Regions from separate parts of the Mus musculus genome. Here region 2 is linked to region 1. A link is a contact called in public Hi-C data. All regions are on one chromosome and are shown on one strand. The core of a region is the stretch at or near the end of the contact, and the rest is flanking DNA. Distances in the headings are between cores, read along the strand shown.

Region 1 (4,241 bases), core at 1,095-3,594:
GAGCTCAGAAACTGCCTTGTAGGGGCAGAGGCATGGCGTCTCTAGCCAAAGGAGATTCATTGTTCCTCCTGCTTATTCTGTAGGGAGATACTTTCTGCCTCCTGGTTATTCTGAAGGGAGATATTTTCTTGTAACATACTGTAGGGCGTTAGAGCCCTGTGCAATAGTGTAGTCCTTCTAAGCAATTTGCCTAGCTTGGTTGGTTTGTTTCTTTTTTTGGACAAGTATCTCCATAGGATACACTGGGCCATGACACACCTGACCCCAACTAGCAGTGAAGAATTAAATGACCATCAGAGAAAGCATTAGCATGGGCTTTCTTAAGATGGCATTCTGCTCATACCTAGGTAAAAGGTTAATATGGCAGTAATAATAAATCATTGCTATATTAATGTGGCATTCAAACCCACAAACCGTTTGGCACCATTCCACAGCTGACTCCATCTTCCCAAGTCAGAGGGCTCTGAAGGCAGGTGGATCTACCTGGGATGAGATGCTGAGGTCCTCTGCTCCATTAAAGGGAATCTCGAGCTTCGCTGTCAGGGAGGCGGACACAACATGTTGTGTTGCTCAGAGGCTTTCTGCTTTCCGTGGGCACAAGGCAAACAGGAGGCACAGAGCTCTAATGTGTTCCCAACAAAAGACCTCTTGACCCCCCCACCCCACCCCCATCATGTAATTTCCCACAGAGTCTTTTTGAGGAAGGACCTTTGCGGCAGGTCAACTCATCATTGTAGATTCTGAGGAGCCTGTAGTCAGACCTGGGGAGCTAAGAGGAGCTGAGCTTTGTCAGCTAACTTGTTCACTATGCAGAGTCCAAATAAACAGCTGCCTGGGTTTTTGTTTTTGAAACCCTGGGTCTTAGAAGGGATCTTCTCCTTTGAAGATGTTTTGTTTTCGAGGATGCTGCTCTGAACATTTCCTGCTGAGATTTCCCTACTAATCCACTATCTGCCCTGGGGAACAACAGAAAGATATTTAGGAGGGGGGCGGGGATACAAAGGCCGCACTGCTTTGAGTCAAACTGCCTGCTGATACCTTGGTGGCGATAGAAACTACCTATTTTATCCTGAAAATAGGAAATTGTTTCTTGGCTCAAGGATTTTGTCTGACAACCGGGTTCTTCATTTCAGCTAAACGTGTGTTTTTCAACATTGCCCGGTTATATCCGAACTACAGCCCATGTGTCTAGGTGAGAAACAGAATTTCTTTTGCTTATGATCTGATCTGTGGAATTGGGGGGGGGTGTGTGTGTGTGTGTGTGAAGTGGTACTGTTCCCAAATGAGTGATCAAAATAAAGCCAGTCTCTGTTTTACAGCCAATACACCGGGTAACCCAAGACCACGGTCTCTGGGCCTTTATACTCTCCTATTTTTTCTGTGGAGAATGGCAGTAACATGTACTTTGCAAGCTACCTGGAACCCACATGTCATTTCAAGTCAGTTAAGGCCTTGCTAACTTTGCCCACAGGGAGCCCAGTACAGTTTTCATCTCACTGAAAACCACCTTTGCCCTGGCCTCCAATGTGACACTGTTTGACCTGGCAGACAGGATCCAGAAATATGTCAACTCCTGCAGGTCCTCTGCTGAAGTCTGCCAGCTCTTGGGGTCTCAGAGGCGGGTCTTTCGAGGTAAGATGGGAGTCCTCTAGGGGGGGAAACCTGCTCTTGCAGGTAGGCATAGACTTAGAGATGGGAGGTTTGGGGACTCAGGCCCAGAAAAGCTCCTTCACAGAGCTTGTCTTTAGAAGTTATAAGCACAAGCCTTCATGACACTCAGTGCACACATCTGTCTACACATGGCCTTTTACAGCATCAGCTCCTTGGTATCTGGCTCCTTCTTTTCTTCTATACAGTGCCAGGGTGAGAGGAAGATATTACAGGAGCTGAAGGAACCAAAAGCTGTTACTCCCGCTTCCTGGGGAGACAGAAAGTGACATATAGAGTCTGTCAAGTTGCCAATGATCCAACAATCTTTATATGGTGATGACTAAGAAAAAACAAAGAGCTATGCTCATGCAGTATTACCTATCTTTTGTTTGTTTTCTATCATAAAACCATAGAATGACTAAGAGGGAGCATGGCAGGATGCTCCCAGGAGTGCCGTAATGACAGGACTCTCCCTTCCTTTGTTCTTGTTTGGTCGGAGGCTCTTGCCCTGTGTTGGGGTAAGGCCAATGAGAAAGGTGACTCAGGACAAGTCTGGAAGACAGACTTGCGTCTTTCAGGGATAGTTTTATAGCTGGGAGAAGAACACTTTGCTGGAATGAGAACCGCCCCTAGACACAGTGGGCTAGTCCCTCTTGGTGATCAAAGTGTACTCTGGTTAGCTCATTGGACCAGTGGTTGAGGTCTGGCAAAGGAAGGAGAGCTTAGGCTAAGTCTCCCCCATCTGGCATCCAGATGTTAGACATAAATTGAAGGTATCAGGTTTTGGTGCCATATCCGCTGGTTAGTCTAGGCCATTCCCAGTGGGTCAGGATGTTGTAACTGCTGGTCCAGAGCTTTCCTCGAGTGAACAGTTGCACTGCAGAGCTTGGGAGCTGATGCTTTCACCCTGAGATAGGCTCTGGGGGGCTGGCTACTTAGTAACTGGGGGGAAATGAGCTGAACATAACAGAGTTGGAGTGTTTTTGTTCAAAGTTCATGCCCTGTTCTAGGGTGCTGGATACTTTGAGGCTCTCTGGTTGTATGGTTTTGTTTCTCATGCCCAGGGCTCCAGGGTACTATTTTTCCTCCCAGTGAGGTAGGCACCCTTCAGTTTGCTAACCATTTCTAGACTGCATTTGGCGTGGTCAGCATTGGACCAAGGTACTTTTCTGTTGCCAGCTTGTGCATCTGTGCTTTGCAGATCAAGTTGGCAAGATTGTGTGGATGCGCAAGAGCCTGCCCTAGCAGGAGTGCTCGCTCACCCAGCTGCTTTGCTTGGACTGCCCCCATGTGGCCTATAGAAAGACTCTTGTCCCCATGAGGAGGCCATCCTCACTGTGTTCCCTTCCAGTCCCTTGAGCATAAAGACAGCCATGCCTAGTAGCCAAAATTGGACTCACATCTGTTTTTCCTCCAGATCTTCTCTAGGTTTTGCCAAAGGATCCAGCTCTGGCTCTTGGTAATTTTTCTGGAGCTAGAGAGGAGGCTAGACCAGCAGGTGCTGCACACCTTTGGGTTTCTAGCATCCGGGCAGCACTAGGATGCTCTGGACATTGCCGCTGGCGAGAAGGGCTTTGTCCCCTCAGTTCAGAGAATGTCCATCTCCCTCCTTTCAAAGCCCTTTAGTCCTCATGGTCTCCTGGGATTTAGAGACTTTGGAAATCCCCCCTCATGGCCTCAGCCTTGGCTTACTGAGTACTCATTGTCTATCTTGACGGATGTTATGCCCAGGAAAGACCATGGGAACGGTGAATGCAGAAGACTCACATCACCAAGGATCGATTTAAGTGAGATTCTGCATGGTCCTTTTGGGTGGCTTTATGAGACACGTTCATTGAGAAAGCCACTCCTCATTGGAGGGGCGGGGCCTGCCCTCCCTGTTCAAGCAGAAATCTGGCAGCAGGCAGGAACTGGTTGCTTTTGGCAATGAATATTCGTTAGCAGCCTAGATCAGTGGGCAGGATGGAAGGAGAACTTAACATTGACTTCCAGAAAATACCCAATCAGAGTGGGATTTCCCAGCCTAGGATGGCCTGGATACTCCTTATACTTGGAGGTGTTTTTCTCTGCTAAGTCTCATTGACTGGCAAAGCCTTCAGAGAAGTCAGATGTGAGGTGCCGGAAGCTGAGTTCCTCCCTGGTGCCAGCTTTGCAAAGTTTGCCTGGTGAGATTTTTCCGTTTAAACATTTCCCCTTAAATACAAACTTTTTTTTAAAAACAATAAACAAAGGAGCCCAGATTTAACATGTCAGCTTCCACTGATAAAGGCAGGAAATTCAATTCAGCACTGGGAAATGAAGCTGTGCCCTAATTCACCCGGCTAGACAGTCAGTCTCAGTTCTCGGGACCCTCAAGAGGGATGGATGCTGGGAATTCCACACGGGGCCCATCAAGCCCTGGTGTCAGCTCCCATCACCAGAATTTGCCCAGGCAAGGGTTAATTTTGCAGAATTAACAGGCACCTTCTGAAGAGCCTGGGGCCTTTTCTTTGACAATGCCTACAAAATTAGCACCCAATTTTCATTGTACAATGCTCAGACTCTTCCCATCCCCCTGCCACTCTCCTCCTGGGTTCAACTTGCTTTTGACC
Region 2 (4,241 bases), core at 1,124-3,623, 200 kb after region 1:
TCATGTCTCATAAAATGAATAATGCACCTGCCTCGTGGGTTACTGTGAGAATGGATGGAGCCGACGGCACCACAGTCAGTGCCAGGTGTGAATACAAGTGAGAACACTTGAGTACCCGTGAGGGCTGAGGCTCCAAAGCCTTCCCTCGCTACCCCCAACCCACCCCCAAATGCGGGGCCTCAGGGTCAGAGCTGGAAGTCAACATCTTGCTAGGACTCAGGAAGTGTGGCCGGCTGGCTCGGTTTTGCTTGGGCCTGTAACAAATCACCATATGTTTTATGCATTCAAGCTGTCGGGAGGTCAGAAAGTCCAAGTTTGTTTCCTCTGGCTGAAGTCAGGGTGCCTACGAGTTGTACTCCCTCACATCCCTGGAGGTGCTAGGTCTCCCCAGTTGCTCCCTTAGAGCAAAGTTTCCTTGCATTTCTTGGTTAGCTTGCAAGCCAGCTGCAGAGTGTCTTGCTTCTGATGTCCCCTAGCCTCCTTCTGTAGTCATCCCCAAGCCCCTGGGGGTTCTGTTGTATGAACCTTGTAGGTAGATTTGGGGCCCAATCGGACCGTCCAGAAGAGGCTGCTCTGCCTAATCTCATTGGTAGCTTTGCCTCCCGATATTCAGTTTCTGGTGTGGACATATTGGGAGACTATTTTCACACATCTATTGAATCAGGAAGCTTTTCTGGTTTTGTGCCACGGCTTGGCCAGGGACTGGACCATTTAATAGCAACAGTCTATACCCTGCCAGGTCACGTGGATTATCCTGTGGTCTCATCAGGCCCTTGCTATGTCTCAGTCTCTGTAGGATTCCTCTCCCTGGCACATGGCAGGCACTGGGGGGGGGGTAGGGGGAGGATGTGTCTATCATATTGAAAGACCATCAGGTCCTGACTGATGCATGTTTGTGTCCTTTCAGGCCATGGAGAGTGTCACTGTGGAGAATGCAAATGCCACGCAGGTTACATTGGGGACAATTGTAACTGCTCAACAGACGTCAGCACATGCAGGGCCAAGGATGGGCAGATCTGCAGTGACCGAGGCCGTTGTGTCTGTGGGCAGTGCCAGTGCACAGAGCCTGGAGCCTTTGGGGAGACGTGTGAGAAGTGCCCAACCTGCCCGGATGCTTGCAGCTCTAAGAGGTAAGGGCCTGCTCTTCCACCCTCAAGCCCAGGTCTGTCTTTCATCAGGCAGCCCTCCCTAGACAGCCTCTTGTGCTTGCTGCCTAGCCTCTCCCAGTTATATACAGCCTGACTGCCGAACAGAACTTGTACTAACATTCGCCAAAGCACTAGCTATGAAATGTTGTCATTTGGTGGTTGTGGGGAGGAAGAGAGGATCGGCAAAGTTAAAATAGTCCACCAAAAAGGGACATCACTGATCCAGTCTGAGCAAGTTTAGAGATTTTGGAGTGACAGCAGGGAATGAGACAGACCTGGTGCTGGGTCCAGATGAAACAGCACCTTCAGAGCCTTGAACATGCTATAGCTTGCTCAAAAAAAAGGGGGGGGGGGGAATGTGGTGTGCATCCTTCTCCGAGTGACTACGGTCCTCCACAGAGCATCTCCCAAACAATGCTTCATAGATCAGGCCTGTGGGAACTGCGGCATTAAACAGACTGTAATCAAAAGGCAAATAGGATGGAAAGGAGCCGACCTAGATAGGGATGCCTCTAGCGAGCGTGGGGGCTTTGGATTTTTCTGCTCTATTTATACTGATAATAGAGCGGGACGGATGTAGAGGTTGTCTGGGCTACAGACACTTTGGCTCAGCGCTGGGCCGGGTCACACAGCCTGATGACTGTCCTCCGCTTTGGAGTGCAACAAAGGTCAGTTGTAAGAGTCAAGCCACAGTGATGCCTGGAGCACAGGCATGCCTGCTGTTGGCTGTCAGAACTTGCTGGATAACAGCTGTGTCATCATTGGAGCTGAGGAGCCAGGCAGGCAGCGGGGGAAGTCAGGCACCAAGCAGAAACAAGTGGCCATACAGGCAGTGTTACTCCTTGGCGGAGGAGCACAAGTGTGTGATTTTCTTTTGGCAGATTTCCCCCTGCAAATGTCTGGCCAGGCTGATAATGAAGTGAGCCGATGCGCGCAGAGCCTGCAGTTGTGGCTGGTCAGCTGTGCTTTTGAGCACTCTGAATGGCCTGACCCTCCCTGGCCATGTGCCACAGAAAACCCTGGGCTCGGGCAGCAGAACCTACCTTCAGATCGAGAGACAAGATAGGCAGGGAGTGGCCAGGCACCATGCCTGTGTGACTGGAATCACAGCCCTAGTCAGCAGGTTGTGGCCAAGGGTCTTCCCCACCCCCAAGGGTCTCCAGCCCCCAAGGCTTCCAGCCAGTGTTGCTCCCTTCTGCTGCTCAGGGCACATGAGGCTCATGCGAGTGAGCGGAGCTAGGGGAGCACACTGGAGTCAGTAAGAGAGGAAGCCTCCCCTACCTTCCTGTGGGGTTGTCTTGGGCAGTTAAAAGGCCTCAGGGAAAGGCAAGCGTTAGGAAGGCCCAGAGATAGGGACTGGCCCTTCTCATCTATCCCTGGACCACACTGACCTCTCTCTCATGGTCTAATGTAAACTTGTTTCTTTTTCCTCTTCCTTCTCTTTCTCTTTACCTACCTTCCTCCCTCCCTCCCCTTTTTTCCTAAGTTCTTTTGACCATGGAATCTTAGGCCATTTTCCTACTGTTTTCTGAGAGGTTTTGACCACTTTCTTTGGTCGTTCATCCCTCAAGTTCTAGAACTAACCAAACACACCCTTCACTTCGGTGAGGTCACACCCGGCTCCAGCTGATTTTAGTTAACATGCCTTGAACAAAAATCTCTGTGAGCGAGCGGAGCGGCTTTTTGTGTAAAGGGTCAGACGTGCTTGCCTATGTAACTACAGTGCGTTCTCAGCTTTCCCCCAGCACAGGGGGCTCAGCTCTAGGCTGCTGTATCCATGTGGGTTGGTGGAGGGTGTCCTAGAGGTGACCTGGAGTTGTGATGCAGCAGCGTGTCTGAGGGAAGCTGTGGATTCCAGCCAGCCGGAAGCAGGCATCCTGTGTCAATCGGAAGGTCCAGCAAGCATGAATGACCAGAGATGGGACCACCCCTTCCTGGCCGCTGGCCAAGCCTGCCTACCCTGAGGGGAGGGGCGGGGGGAGAAGGGACCATACAAGATGGGAGATAGTTATGAGCCGTACTGCCTAGCTGCAACTCTATGGAGTATCTGCGTAAGATCAGCCCAGGAGAGGAGGATTTGCCACCAGCTCTGGAACAGCTAGACTCCTAAGCATATCAGTGTCCTCTTGAGAAAGTCGTGGCCCTCTCTCTTCATGATCTACCCACTGTCCAGTCCTTGTTGGTGTCCAGAAGGTGGTTCAGAGCATGTCTGGGAGGCAAGACTCCAGGAGGGGCCCTGATCTGCTTCTCCTAGGCCTTTCCTCTGGAAAGTAGCTCTACTGTGATGGCGCTCCCTCCTGCCCCGAGGTCAAGGTGCCCAGCTCCTGTTTTGATCCCCCATCGGTTTTGTGGGGATACCCATCACTTTAGTGTTAGGGTACCTTCCCTGCTTAACCCCCTCTCATGTCTTTAGACCTCTGAGTGCCACTTTCCCAGAGTCCCCTGTGTTGCTTGACACTACTAACTCTGCCCTGAAGTTTGCTTGTCCCACGGCACAACCCTGGTCTTCCCAAGGAGGCAGGGACCTTTTCTCTCTTACAGATTTTTTTGGGGGGAGGGGGTGAGACAGGGTTTCTCTGTGTAGTCCTGGCTGTCCTGGAACTCACTCTGTAGACCAGGCTGGCCTCGAACTCAGAAATCCACCTGCCTCTGCCTCCCAAATGCTGGGATTAAAAGCGTGCGCCGCCACCACCCGGTTTCTTACAGATTTTAACAGCAGCTTTGGTGGTTTCTTTTTGTTTCCTTGTGTTTCCTAGAGAAGGTCTCTGTTATAAGATGTACCAGCTTTAGTGTAGACTATCACCACATAAGTGGCCAGTGTGCCCTGAAGGACACTGACAGGTGAACTCTGTGTGCGGATGGGGTTGGAGCCCAGGGTACCCAGACACTGGCATCAGGTTCTTCCCAGCACCAGAACTGCCAGGAAGCCCCACCCTAGAGGTCAGCTCTTAGGGTTGCAGTTGGGCCCAGGCATTGCGGCTCACTGAGCCTTGTCCAGAGACTGACAGATGGGGATCCTGAAGTAACACAGGGCTTCAAACACTGGACCCATGAGTGCAGAGGCTCCTCCATGGGCCAGGAGTAACTTTTATG

What was found. A called contact is a pair of places that touch in the nucleus more often than the background predicts.
Region 2: a Hi-C map of uterus shows a contact between it and region 1, with 2.2 times the contacts expected there. The contact joins two enhancer-like sites. A contact is called at or near these places in 4 of 15 datasets of contacts at CTCF or cohesin (the G1E-ER4 cell line, large pre-B cells, pro-B cells and 1 more), 108 of 484 Hi-C or Micro-C datasets (the 3T3-L1 cell line, the 63-12 cell line, B cells and 57 more), 12 of 115 datasets of contacts at active chromatin or transcription factors (the HPC-7 cell line, acute myeloid leukemia, bone marrow-derived dendritic cells and 6 more) and 4 of 9 other capture datasets (adipose tissue, embryonic stem cells, liver and 1 more).

Annotation. Positions count from the first base shown.
Region 1 is chr16:33,737,092-33,741,332 of GRCm38.p6, forward strand. It overlaps Heg1 (heart development protein with EGF-like domains 1), which reads left to right. Exons shown (of 15, transcript NM_175256.5): 8 at 1,134-1,192; 9 at 1,472-1,632. Among named protein-coding and RNA genes, the nearest start is that of Heg1, 55 kb to the left of the region's middle. Within about 2 kb of position 2,345, at least 81 of the 459 cell types and tissues checked have an H3K27ac peak or open chromatin away from gene starts, as enhancers often do. A contact at or near this core is called in the C2C12 cell line, cerebellar granule neurons, cerebral cortex and 4 more, where this site is marked.
Region 2 is chr16:33,939,583-33,943,823 of GRCm38.p6, forward strand. It overlaps Itgb5 (integrin beta 5), which reads left to right. Exons shown (of 15, transcript NM_001145884.1): 11 at 908-1,130. Among named protein-coding and RNA genes, the nearest start is that of Umps, 25 kb to the right of the region's middle. Within about 2 kb of position 2,374, at least 92 of the 459 cell types and tissues checked have an H3K27ac peak or open chromatin away from gene starts, as enhancers often do. A contact at or near this core is called in the C2C12 cell line, cerebellar granule neurons, cerebral cortex and 4 more, where this site is marked.